2 separate regions of the Zea mays genome follow, and region 2 is linked to region 1. A link is a contact called in public Hi-C data. All regions are on one chromosome and are shown on one strand. The core of a region is the stretch at or near the end of the contact, and the rest is flanking DNA. Distances in the headings are between cores, read along the strand shown.

Region 1 (7,069 bases), core at 3,179-5,678:
CCCTCCATGACATTAAGGATTCATTTACTTGCACTGCGGTGCTGCAAATACCTGACATGCTCTGTCCGCAGCATGTTGAGCACGTCCTCATCGAGCTGCTCCAACCGACCGGAGTCTCGCAGCCTGGGGTACAGATGCGCCACGCTGCTGATGGCGGCCTCCACCAGCTCCCACTGGCCCAAGTTCGCCGCGAAGCCGATGAAGGCGAGGGAGGCGTCCGTGCTGGAGGAATTCAGGCACGAGGTCAACACTTGAAGGCTCTCTTCCTTCATCCCGTCCACGAACCAGAAGTCCGCCAGGGACGACAGCTCCGCGTACGATTTCAGGATAGATAGCTTCTCTTCTGTACTCGTAGCCTTCCATCGGCAGTCAGGTGGAACTCTAGGCAGCTCGCCTGAGTAGAACCACTGAACTAGTTTTCTCAGTGCTTCCCATCCGACCGGAACTCTGATAGTCTCCGCAAAGCTGCACACATGGCTCTTATCGGTTGTTTTAAACATTCACGACGTGTCCTTATAGATAAGCAACAAAGATAATGCGTGCGACACCCTGCTTCAGATGCCAGGAAACAGAAGGCGTACCTCTCATGCATCCCAGACTGGAACAAAGCACGGAGGTATTCGCAGCTCACGCTCAGAATGACCTTATGGCTATGAATATGAGGAGTCGATAACTGGCACGAACCATGGTGACACTCCATTTTGTCATTTGATTGGGCCTCCAAAATGATGTCCCTGGAAATTAAATGCAACGACGTACAACGAGAGTCAGCAAAACTTGTTAAAAAGCAAAGATAATACTGAGCATACGGATTATAATTATAACACATGAGTATAGAAGGGCCAGGTGTGATCTCTTCTTGGGCTCTATCTAATAGTTCTTCAAGAACCCTTCAGAGCAGCATCAGAAATTTAGAATGCAAATAACTAATATTATACTTGTGATGTGAATAACTAGAGGTTTTAGCAACAGATGCCTGGTATCATATGTTCAGACCCAAAATAAATACTAGTCAGCACGCCATAACTTTTGGCTCACAAGTGAGAACAAATGGAAGTGTACTCACGAGAACGAATGTTTAGCTGGTTCGAGTGCTGTAGTAAGATCATATATGGGACATGAGTGCCATCTAGGTTGCTCTTTCTGAAGCATCAAGTGCAGCGATCTCAAATGGCAATACTTTGCAAGTGTTTTTACAGGCTTAACAGTGGCATCATCTACAGTGACCAACCCAGTGTATGCATACTCCAAAATTTTCTTCAGAGCGTGACTATCTACACGATCAGACATTCGAACATGATAGCATGACCTTCTGCCCCATTCATAAGTTACTGACCCATCACGGACAAAAGTTTTTTCAGATGGTAATAATTTAGGACATCTTGCTGATAGGATAGCCGCATGAGCACTTAGAGATTCGCCATCTGCAAGCAACAGTTCCAGATCAACTAACTCACTGTCACACAAAACATTTCTCATATTTCCTCCTAGCTTGCTTGGAAAACCACAGAGGCCAAACATACTCAGTATATGTGCAATATAAGACTTGGGCCCTGGGCTCATGTTCTGACACAAGGCTTGTTTAAGGACTCCAACCAAACCTTCGTTGTAATGATCTCTGCATTCATGGCACACAATCCCCGCATCTAACTTTCTTTTACAGTGGAAACAAATAAAGTTGTCACTCTTCAGCAGATTAAACAATACTACGAGACCATAAAATAAAACAATATTTTCACCCTCCCACTCTTCAGAGAGATAGCAGCATGAACTTCCATCAAAACAAAATTGCAGATGAGAAGCAAAGTTTGATCTCGTAATGTACAAATGATCGTGCAGACATTCCTTGATAATGTTGGATAATACATCTACAGCACTCCTTTTGTTGAGACTATAGTTAGATTGTACTACCAACAAGCATGCTATGTTCATGAGGTTGGTCATGATCTTGACACAGTCAAAAGATGCCGTAAGATTTCTGGTAACATTCGATTCTAGTGATGACATGAACATGTTCATATATTCATTGTCTAATGGTAGAACAGCTTCCAGAAATTTAGAACTTGCCTCAGAGAAAATGAATTGGCTAGGAGAGAGAAGCATCATAAGAACTGCCCTCAAAGCCGGTTCCTGCTCCTCCTTAGACAATTTGAGGGGACTTTTTTTCAGAGTTAAATCTGTTGCTAGCGAGCTGCACAAAGAAGCATGAGGTAGACAAATTTAGATCTTAACATGAATATAAAGTTCCTTGTGGCACTGAACAAATATTCCAGAAAAATTGCACTCCAACGGGATAGAACCTACTACCTACCAAGCACATGATATCAGTCCCTGCAAGAAATTATTCTGACATGTCCCTACCGAAAAATGCTCATTGTCGCAATGTACTGCTAGATATCCGAGTATATCCCATACATAGGGATGTATATCCATAATATCTTTGGAATCTATATTGAACAGCTCCCCATGGCACAAAGTCTGATGTGCATGAGATGAAGAGTTGCAGCTCCCACAAAGAATCTTATAAAGTATTTTATCAATAGCATTAAACCAGAAGCATCTATGATGATTCCCAGAATAACGAAGCGCCAGTAATGCAGTCCGACATCCCTCTCTTACTAATGTCTTCTCATTTATTTCAGACATGGCATTGGTTATGCCTTGAACAATAGGCTGACCATGTGCAGTCATCAACCAATTGCAGCCCCTTGAAGATCTCTGTAGGCAACAAAGCCATTTTAAGTTTCTCTTTCTGGAGGGAAAACATGTATAATAGTTGGGTAATATTATTCAACCATCAAATTCTGTTGAGACGATTCTTACCAGAAAAACCTGGCAGAGCCTCAATGCTTCAATCCTAGTAACAGTAGGATGAGATTTTCCCATAAGGTTACCAGTCTTAATGATCAGCTCTTCATTCTTAAGAAGGACCATTGCTCCATTGCCACATAAAGCTGAATTACAGATAGTTTTCAGATGTGAAAGAGGAAACCAAATGAGAATGCAAAATATCTATGGGAAACTGGACACAGAAGTCAAAGAGGATAATTACCACAGGCACAGATGTACCTAAAGCAGCATATAGCTTAAGAATTTTAGCTGAAACTGTTGTTTCAGCAGTAAGACAGTAATGTGCTAGTTTGGCCATCAAGTTGTGATTGCTCCATACATGGTATCTCGAGGAAGGCCAAATCCACAGTATACTTCTTAGCAGAGATATCATCTCTGTCAGATAGTTCAGTGGATGGACATCTTCGGTGTAATTCTGTAGAGTTGAAATAACACTCGCAACTGCATTGGTCTTGTCCAGAGCCTCCCAAATTTCTGCCTGAGTCGAAGCTCTCGCTGTAACTTGGTTGTTCAATATACAAGTCAATGCACTTGCACATGGTAAAGCAATACGTAGCTGATTTGCAGACAAATGGCATGAGAGGCACGAAACCATCTCCAAAACTGAGTATTGGCGAACAGAATTTCCTAAAGTAGAGAAAAACTTCGAGCTCACGTCAGCTGCTTGGATCAGAACTGAAACGTTCTCTGTCTTAAGAATACCTTCCAGTGCTACAAGTATATCTGAAATTGACTCCTGGTAAACAAACACTTCTGGTTACAATAGTATTTTCATGTTTATAAATAGCACTCTAGAAGAGTATACCACAAGGACATTAAGAAATAACTTGGAACAGCTGAAGAAGGCATTTTAATGCAAATCGAAATACAGGGGATTATACCTTTATAGGAGGAAGTCTGAGCAGTTCATTTGAAAGACAACCGACAAATGCACCCACCGATTTGAGCACGTGAGACTGTACTCCAGCATCAGTAGACTGCCATTTTTTAGCACCGTGGCCATCAGACCTGACATATACATAGAAGGTTAAAAAAAACAGAGCAAAGAGAACACACACCTTGGTGAAAACACATCCCTACAACCCAATTATTTCTCTATTAATTTGATTATATGCCATGTCTCTGAATATTAAAGCAACTATGTCCTCATGTCCTGTATGGTATGTATTATACAAACACAGGGTTCAGACCTTTAAAGCAACTATGTATTATACAACTCGGGGCGAGATTATACCAGGTGAAATCACCAAAGTTGCGAACCGAGCTACCTAGACCACGCAATCTTGTTTGCATAGTGGACAAGAGCTAATTCCTCGGCACGCTTGTAGAAGTATAGATGCTATGAATTCGTCTTAGGAGTGTGGGAATCAGTAATTACTTGGTGAGGCCGAGGGCGAGAGCGTCGTGGAGGCGGGTGCGGAGGGGGACGGCCTGGCCGGTGAGCAGCTGTTCGGCCGCGGAGGCGCCCTTCCTCCTGCCCTTCTCCCTCCCGGACGGCGACGGCTTGGAGGCGGAGAAGGCCGGTCGCATCGCGTTCTTGGCTGACTCCTTACCGGAGGCAGGCCGCACAACCGCAGGCAGGAGAAGCGAAGAGAAATCGTAGCGTTCTTCTAGCACCCAGCGACGGTTCGGCCTCAGCGAGGCGGTTGCCCGTTGAGCTGGTCTGGGCCGGGCCGGGAAGGAGACGCAGCATCTTTTGTTGGGCGTCCATCATTTTCTTTGGACGCCGTGTGAAAAAATGTGAATTGTATGTTCTAAAAAAAGTATGAAATGTTTATAGAAAATTATAAATCTCTATCTCTATCTTTTTTTTCTATATTAAAGCATCAGTTTCAACGCTCCACGTCTCAAACCACACCCACACATATAGATGGTCAAACAACAACCCGCATGAGCCCACTAGGCCCGACGCCCACAGCTCCGGTCTAGTCTTGGCACGCCGGCCTGCTGACCGTGTCGGACCTGCCCATTAGGCTGTCAATCCATTTGATTGAATCAGCGTAAAATATTAAAAAAACAGTGCAGAAGGTGGGGGTTCGAAGTCACGTCCTAATGGAAGAAGGGTGGAAGACACTGAGTGAAGCTATCTAACTAGTAGATCAACATGCTCAGGTATTCTGAATATTGAATATAAATTGTACATATGTATATACGATTTTTTATAAAAAATTTAAGCGTGTCGGGCCGGGCCAGCACTACGGATCGAAGCTACGCCCCAAGCACGGGGCGACGCTCATGTCGGGCTGGCCCAAGCACTATTAAATGGATCATGCCTCGGCCCGGCCCGGCCCGCCAGACATGGTCCATTGGCCGTCTATACCTCCGCACGATAATGATGGTACTCGCCTCAGTTGCCGCCACCTCGTTCGTCATCCTACTTCTTTTCTCTCTTCCCTCATGCCTTCGCCTCCATACGACCCCATTCTCGGCAGAGGACGTGGGAGCAAGCGTCTCTTCCCCATATTCGTCCGACACCAGTCCCGACACCGACCTGCGTACTGGCTATTGCACGTCCATGAGAACGTTTCACAGCATGCGTGCACCATCGTTTTCGTCGTTGCCGGACGTCTCGTTCGTCTTCCCTGCCTTCGTCTTATTCTTCCTCCCCAACCTGCTGCCCACGCCCGCGGTCGCAGCCACGAGCCGACCGACCCTCGTCTATGTGGGTACGTGGCAAGTCGGTCTTGCTCCTGGCCTTTCTCCATGCGTGCCGCTGTGGAGGACACGGTGGCGCCTGCCACGCGTAGGTTATCTTGGCGATGGGGAGTCCATGTATGAGATATTGGACAACCAAGGTCCGTAGCTCGGTAGCAGTCGGCATATGCTATAGAGTTGGTGGTGTTGTTGTGTCGCCTTGGCGGGTCTAGGGCTAGGAAGGCACTCGCATTCTCTCGCCCTTCTCGTACTGATGCCTGATGCGGGTGCCTCTAGGTTTTTGAGCTGCTCCGGCTGGGGTTCTTTCTCCGCTTGTGTGCTCTCTCCCTATATGTATCTAGCGGTATACTACATATGTCGCCTCCAGATGCCCAGGTTTTCGCCGTGTCCTTCTTCGGCAACGAACAGGTTTGCCCGCCTCTTCCCTTCCTTTCTTGCTCTATGAAAACCTGATGGCTCTACATAGCCTGTCTATATGGCCTTTCCCTTACCACAGTGTCGACTCGGTATGCTTCTACCACTTCTATGTACCTGTCACTCATCCTTCCGTCATTGCAAAAAATATTGCGTTGTTCCTCTGTTGTTTTGGGTGTTAGTTTTTTATTGTGCTAATGACTGAACATAATTTGGGTGTGTTAATACTTTATTTATTATCTGCGCATGGTTTGTGTTCTTCTGATGATGGCTCATGGATCCTGCAAAATACGTGTTAGGATTTGGAGATCTATGCGGGCACTACCACATGGTGCTCATCCATTGTGTTCTTGGCTCTTGCATGCATTAGGTTGTTTCTGAGACCATATTGGTGCAATGGACTTCATGGTGTTTGAGGTTGCTGAATTGGATGGAGCAGCAATGATTTGTTAGGCTAACAGTAAAAGAAAAAGTTATTTGTTGGTTTTAAACATTAGTAATCGCTACGAAGTACCATAATTTGTATGGAGCGCATCCAGTTTTTATTGATGCCTGACTTTAACAACCAATCCATATTTTGATCTATCTTTTTTTTATAAGTTTGAGTTCATGTGACTTATTTTAGAAACTTGAGCTCACAAACTTGCTCTTATTTGGTCTCTGTATGGTAGAATTATGTCGTTCTATAATCTCTGTTCGTTCAGTCAGTCATTGTGAACTCTCTTTTAATCGCTCTCTTCATTGCCTGTGTTGTACCAAGACATATTGTATGGAGTAAACAACAACATCAGTTAGTCAAATAAAAAACATTATACGGAGAGCGGAGACAATCAATAAAAAACTTGAGATATTTTTGGTGGATAGTTTACGTGGGTACTGTTGTGAACCGTCGTAACGCACGGTCAACCGACTAGTTTACAAATAATATGCAAGTAAATCGCTACTAAGATATGTTTTTGTAAGTGCAATCAACCCTTACTGAGGGTTTTGGTGATTAAATGACAAAATAAACAGAGTTTCTAACAAGTTTGCTCCTAGTATGTATACAATTATCCTAAAGATAGAAGGAGCACAGATTCCATATGTACACAAAAGGGAAAGCACCGTGGATTAAAATTCTACATCATATGGCGTGTTTCGAGTGCTTGTG
Region 2 (7,069 bases), core at 3,210-5,709, 230 kb after region 1:
TAGTAATTTCTCATGCTGGCAGGCCCATTCGCTCCACAACACGCCATCATGATTCCGAGTCCCGCGGTTACTGCCACTAGTTTGAGCTCGTGCGGACCACGCCAGTCGCCATCCAACGATCAGCTCCACGTCCAACACGTTGTAGCCCACAAGTCGGCAGCGGTCTCGCCCCCGCGCACGGTTCCTAGTCCTGCCGCCGACGGTCGCCTGCCGTGTGTGGGTCGCCAGAGATCACGAGTTCGAATTCTGGTTAGGAATTAAAAAAAATTATTGCTCGCTCCTATTATACGTTTGAGACCTAAGAGAGGCTCGATGTGAGGAGAAATGTTGGAATATAATATAAATGAATTGTCCATCTCTTTCCGTTAGCTTAAGCTTTTGGTTTGAACTGATTGATGCATGTAACTTAACATGGTATCAAAGGCAGAGGTTTCGAGTTTAAATTCTGGTAGAGACTTTATTTGTGCCTACATCCATTTATTTCCACGTTTGTGGCTGAGTGAGAGTGTTGAAGTGTAGCTTAAGCGTTTGGGTTAAAATGGTTAGTACAGCCACTGTAACAGGTTTTGGGTTAAAATGCTTAAGCTTTTGGGATTTTTATTCTTTAAAGGAAAAATAGTTTATTTTCTTTGGAAAAATAGGAATTTTTAGAAAAATGGTGTTCCCATTATCCCATATCTCGTGCCGAACGCAGGCTTTTGAACTTCGCAGTGGGGAATGAGCCCATGCCGCGCTTTTTGGCCCAGACACACGTAACTTGACCTAGGTGAGCCCATAGATCAGCCCACTAGCCACGGTACAATACCTAGGAATCACTGGTCCTACTCTTACCTTGACCAGCCGAACACCTAGGAATCACTGGACACTGGCGGCGCGAGCGCAACTGCGCAAGCGTCCCTGATCGCTCGCAGCTCGGAGGCCGCATCCGTCATGCTCAGCCTCCCGTACGGCACTGCCCGTGTGCAGCGGAGCCCGACCCTCAGGGCAGACACCAGGCAGTTGTGCACCGGGACGCGCGCGCCGCTCTCCCCTGAGCCACGGGACGCGTCGCCATCGAACCCCACGGCCGGCAGCAGGGCCGGGTCGACGACCTGCTCGATCTTGTCGTGCAGCAGCGCCGCGCCCACGAACTCCACCAGCGTGAGCCCATCCTCGAACGCGCCGTCGGCGGGCGACCTTCCGGTGAAGATCTCCAGGAGCGTGACCCCGAAGCTGTACACGTCGCCATGCGTCGTCACTTTCCCCGTCGTGCCGTACTCTGCACAACACGTCGCTGTCACTCATGCACAACAGACAACAAGCCGCATATCATCCATGGCAGATGACACGCCGGATTGGAAGCTGGAGTTGGTTACCTGGTGCGACGTATCCAATCGTCCCTCTTATGCCGATGGTGCTTTCCTGGGCGCAGCCGCGAGGGTCGGGGTCGTCGCTCCCCGGGTCAAGGAGCAGCTTGGCGAGGCCGAAGTCGCCGATGAGCGCGGTCATGTCCTCCCCGAGGAGGACATTGCTCGGCTTGAGGTCGCAGTGGATGATGGGCGGCACGGAGCTCGTGTGCAGGTAGCTCAGCGCGTCGGCGATGTCCAGGGCGACGCTGAGCCTCTGGGCCACGCTCAGGCTCTTCACGTCCTTGTCGAGCTCGCGGGACCCCGGGTGCAGCCACCTGTCGAGGCTGTAGTTCGGCATGAACTCGAACACCAGCGCCCTGAAGTCGTCCCCCCTCGCGTCCACGCTGGCGCAGCAGGTCACCACCCTGATCAGGTTCCGGTGCCGGACTGTTAACAACTCACACTACCAGTGTGTATTAATTCAACTCACAATAGCGATTACAGAGGATTATAGTCTGGGAAGGAAGAACAGCATGAGGATTAAGGATAGAAGAACAATGTTGAAGCCACTCTAGAAGGGTCTAGAAGAATCTAGAGGGAAGGTAGAGGAAACATAGAAGAGAGAAAACTGGAGAAGAAAGATAACAGTAACACTCTGAATATTTCATGTCTATTCTCCTGACCGTCCTGCTCTTTTGAACCTGGGCTGGCACGGACCGTTTGAGCTCACATTCCCTAACATTCTCCCCTTCTTAAAAATCGGCTTGCCCCCAAGCCGATACATGGCATCAATTCCATCGAGATCTCATTGCCAGTGCAAGCAATTTATCCAAATAATACCAGTGTGCTATCCTTTGATCGGCTGAACATTGTGATCACCAGGATCCCAAACAAAGATGGAGAAATTGCCTTGGTCACCGAACTCATTGGTCTTCTGCAACCCAGGATCCCATGGCATCTGTATTTCTTTGGTGCTATCCTTTGATCGACTGCCCATGGTCATCTCTATTGCTGCACATACACTTGCTCCCAAGCTGCCGATACTGTAGAATATGAATGATTGATCAGCTTCCTCAAGTGTGCATAGAACCATAGCAAACATGTTGAGCGGTCCACGGCTTGGCCATAGAATTGGAGGACTCGTACTAGTCTCCAGCGAAACCACCAATGACAAGGATGGTCTACTGTTTAGATTAAGTGATTGGAGTTCAACTATTATCTGAATATTCCCCTCTGGACCAAACCAAGCATTAAGTGATTGGAGTTCATCTCCACCAGCGTAATAATATTCGGGAACAATTATGTCTTCATTGAGCTCTCTTATCTTACCAACAGGGCTTCGTCTTGACTTGTCAGCTCGGACTACACGAAGCTCACTACCGTAGGCCATGAGTGTGGGCTTGGAGCCGATTCTATTGCTGAAGAGGTCATCGGTGCGTGTTGACAATTCCTCCAACACGTGATGTGCACCCAAGCTGGCATGCTCCAGAGACATCGAGCTCAGCAAGGCAAGGTTTGGAAGGGAAGCACCTGGAAGTGCATATGTCAATGACGAGTGGAGCAGCGTGGATGTCGAGGTTGGCATGGTGGTAAGAATTCTGTCCTCGGTGTTGGTCGAGTGGTAGATGCCGAACAAGAGCTCGTACTCCTCGGAGTAGGACACCGGGTCTGCTAGATAATCCACTCCCCATGCCGCGAAGGTCTTGGCGTCCTGCTCCTCGTGACTAAGGGACCCGGAATGGGCCTTGGTGCAGGTCTGGAACCTGACCTCAGAGTAGATCCCGAGCCTCAGCCACTTGCCATAGACGTTGACTGCCAGGTCCTTGATCTCGTGCTGGAACGTCTTGGTGTTGGCGCTAGTCACCGGTTTGTCCACGACGGGCTTCGACGCGACGATATTCTCCGGCTCCTCTGGGTCGCCCAACGCCAGATTGGGCGTCGATGAGACGTTCAAGCATTTTGCCGAACACTTGGGTGGCGAGTTGCTGGTGGTGGTCTCCATGACTGCAACTCGAGCCGCTGATGTTGTGGTCAGAAATGAGAACGGCGAAGGTGATGCCACAGGTGCCATCTGCTTCTCGCTGGTGGCGGCAAAGGGCGCAGCGCCGTCGAGGATCCCGGCTGCGCACGTGTCGGCGGCAAGCACACGCGCCGCGAGCGCGACTTCTCGCCTTGCATCGGCCCCACAGTTGTCGGCGCTGATGGGCTCCTCGAAGCGCTGCTCGTCGGAGTAGACGCCTCTACCGAAGAGGTCGCCCGGTTGCCACGCCGTGGCGAGGCCTCCTCTCTCACAGGGCAGGTACCCGCCGTAGTGCGCCCTGGCGTCGGCTCCTGCCATGGCCTCGTCGCGGTACGGCTCGTAGACGACGGGAGGAAGCGGCGATGGGCTCGCCACGACGCGGTTCGGCTCGTCGACGACGAGAAGAGGAGGTAGTGGACTCACCGCGTCACGGTTCGACTGCAGCAGTCTGGCGAAGCGCCAGTCAAGCCGAGCCTCGGCCGCGTCGAACATCTTACGGATCTCTTGGATGAGAAACTGAGTGGACTGAGAGATCTCGGTAGAGAAATCCATGGTGCTAGGGTTCGGAGAATCGCTCCTCTGATACCAATTGTTAACAACTCACACTACCAGTGTGTATTAATTCAACTCACAATAGCGATTACAGAGGATTATAGTCTGGGAAGGAAGAACAGCATGAGGATTAAGGATAGAAGAACAATGTTGAAGCCACTCTAGAAGGGTCTAGAAGAATCTAGAGGGAAGGTAGAGGAAACATAGAAGAGAGAAAACTGGAGAAGAAAGATAACAGTAACACTCTGAATATTTCATGTCTATTCTCCTGACCGTCCTGCTCTTTTGAACCTGGGCTGGCACGGACCGTTTGAGCTCACATTCCCTAACATTGATACCACTTGTTAGCACACACCTCTCTCTCGTACACGGAACTACTCGATTCACTGGTAACCTCAAGAGAATGAAGGTTTGCAGCAAGCAAGACAATCTGGAATTCTGGATAGAGGAGAGGAGCACTAGAACACAGAGGGAGACGAGCTAGAGCCCTGCAACTGGATGCGTGGGAAGGAAGATGTACAGTCAAAATGGAGAAGGAGATGTGTTCTCTGAATAATTCTTCGATGTCCATTCCTGAGACCGTGTTACTCCTTTATAGTCTTTTCCTTAGCAACATGGGCCGGCATGGGCTTTGTGCTCACATTCCCTAACACGGACGTTCCGCAGCGCCTCGCACTCTGTCACGAACGTCTTGGACGCGCCGACCTGGCTGAGGTCGAACACCTTCACCGCCACGGCGACGCTCTCGGGCTCTGAATCTGAATCCCTGCTCTTCGTCTTCGTTGTCGTCAGGGGCAGGGCGCCCAGATACACGGACCCGAACTTCCCTGCGCCGATCAGGTTCGTGTACGCGAAGCCGTTCGTGGCTTTGGCCAGTTCGGCGTACGACACTCTCTGGTAGTTCTTGCCCTCGAGAACATCCGGCGCTGCGGTCTTCGCCCGTCTCGTCGTCTTCCACCAACACTGCAAAATGGCGAGCAGCAGTATTGCCGCCGACAAGAGTGCGACGCTCAGCACAGGCGCCACCACCCGAAGAAGCAGACGGAAACGGTGCGTGTCCCTAGCGCTAGCAGCAGCAGCCGGGCACCGTGGCAGGCCCAGCTGCGGGACGCCGCCGCAGAGCGCCCCGTTCCCGGCGATCTTAAGCCCGAACACGTTCGCGAACACGCCGCGCGCCGGCACGCGGCCGTCGAGGTCGTTGTAGGACAGGTCGAGCTCGACCAGAGAGCTGGCGTTCTCCAGTTCCTCCGGGATCGTCCCTGTCAGTCTGTTTCTCGACAGGCACAGCTCCTGCAGGCCGGACATGTCGCCCAGCTTCGGCGGGATGCTCCCGGACAGCATGTTGCCCGTCAGGTTCAGCGTCCTGAGACCCTTGAGGCCACTCAGCGACGGCGGGATGCTTCCGTCGAGGAGATTGCGGTCCAGAGCAAGGAGCTCTAGGCTCTGGCAGCTGCCCAGGTCGTCTGGTAACTCGCCGGAGAACTGGTTCCCCGACAGCACTAGCTGCGCTAGGTTCACGAGGCTGGAGACATCGGACGGGAGCGGACCGTCGAGCTGGTTGCCAGACAAGTCCAACGCCAACGACAAGGACGGCAGGCTGAAGATCTCGCTAGGGACGGGGCCGGCGAGCGCGTTGCCCGAGAGGTTGAGGGAGGTGAGGAGCTGCAGGTTGGCTAGAGTGCGTGGGATCGATCCGTTCAGCCTGTTGCTGCTCAGGTCAACGACGAGCAGCTGGGTCAGGTTGCCGATGGAGGACGGGAGTGGCCCGGCTAACTTGTTGTCCTGCAGCCACAGCCCCGACAGGTTTCTGAGGTTCCCAATCGCCTCCGGGATGGCACCGGAGAGGCGATTGGACTGAAGCCGCAACCGCTGGAGCGCGACGAGGTTGCCGATGCCGGGAGGAATAGGCCCGGACACGCGGTTGTTCGCGAGGCCGAGGGTCTTTAGATGCTTGGAGAGGTTGCCGACGGATGCTGGCATCGTGCCACTGAACTTGTTGTCGTCGATGGAGAGAGCCACCAAGTTGCTGCAGCTGCTTAGACGGTCCAGGTGTTAGAATTATAGGCATTTTCCGTATTATTTTAATTCCATAAATTAATATTATGATGATGACATATAAAATATGTTTAATCATAAAAATCATTATCTCAAATATATCCATAACAATATGGATCAAGAGAACACGAAACATATGAATCATATAAATATAATAAGCAAATAAACATAGAACATGTATTATTATGGAACAACTGAAAATAAACAGATAGCAACATAAACAGCATGACTGTAAAATTAAGACAAACAGATTTATCATATTACTAGTATGATCAGGCATCAGACACGTCATGATATAATACGACAAAACAGATTGGATAAATTTATGGCTATAAATAAAACAACAGATATGAACATATATAATTTGCAGAATGAAAAACAGTAAGGAGATGAATTGATCATACCCTGTCATGCGCTCCGAGGATCTAGATCCTTGTCCAACTTCACTTGTCATGTCAGCAGGAAGAAGACTTTGGGCAGTCGCGTAGACGCTCCCCAAAAACCTAATTGCCGATCCCTCGTGCAAGGTCTCGAACGGCAAGGGCTCCGGAGGCACCTGCCCTCTCGCTTCTCTGTGCGCGCAGAGTCACGAGATGGAAATACCCTCACTCGGCTGCTGGACTGTGTTCTGAAAGTGTTTTTTTCGCGTGTACCGAGTGACAGGGGTGCTCCTCTATTTAACCTCTCGCAGAGGGAAGCTGAAGGAGAAAGGTCGCCGAGTCACGCCAAGAGTCGGCCAGCTCTAGCCGAGTTATGCCATGAGTCGGCCAGCTCTTGCCGAGTCACGCCATAAGTCGGCAGCTGAAGGAGAAGGGTCACTCGGCTGACTGACGAAGAGACAGGGTCACTCGGCAGACGAAGAGACAGAGTCACTCGGCTAACGTACGCGGTTAGTGAGTGCTAAAAATTAACACAACCACACCACGCCCGCTCGCCTGCCTCGCCTCGCCTCGCCACGCCACGCCACGCCACGCTGAAAGGGAATTAGGCTTACACCTAGTTCCTATATGATTTTGGTGGTCGAATTGCCCAACACAAATCTTTGGACTAACTTGTTTGCCCAAGTTTATAGTGTATACAGGTGTAAAAGGTTCACACTCAGCCAATAAAAAGA

The links. A called contact is a pair of places that touch in the nucleus more often than the background predicts.
Region 2: a contact with region 1 is called in a Hi-C map of tassel, with 9 times the contacts expected there. The contact joins the promoter of LOC118472218 here to the promoter of LOC100194212 in region 1. A contact is called at or near these places in 8 of 25 Hi-C or Micro-C datasets (bundle sheath, ear, endosperm and 4 more).

Annotation. Positions count from the first base shown.
Region 1 is chr6:101,331,140-101,338,208 of Zm-B73-REFERENCE-NAM-5.0, forward strand. LOC100194212 reads right to left here and starts at 4,429. Exons shown (of 8, transcript NM_001351043.1): 1 at 4,229-4,429; 2 at 3,732-3,858; 3 at 3,070-3,586; 4 at 2,824-2,954; 5 at 2,312-2,718; 6 at 1,067-2,191; 7 at 582-734; 8 at 1-465. The coding sequence starts at 4,380. The coding sequence ends at 21.
Region 2 is chr6:101,557,014-101,564,082 of Zm-B73-REFERENCE-NAM-5.0, forward strand. LOC118472218 (putative receptor-like protein kinase At3g47110) reads right to left here and starts at 4,460. Exons shown (of 2, transcript XM_035960025.1): 1 at 1,356-4,460; 2 at 595-1,258. The coding sequence starts at 1,686. The coding sequence ends at 849.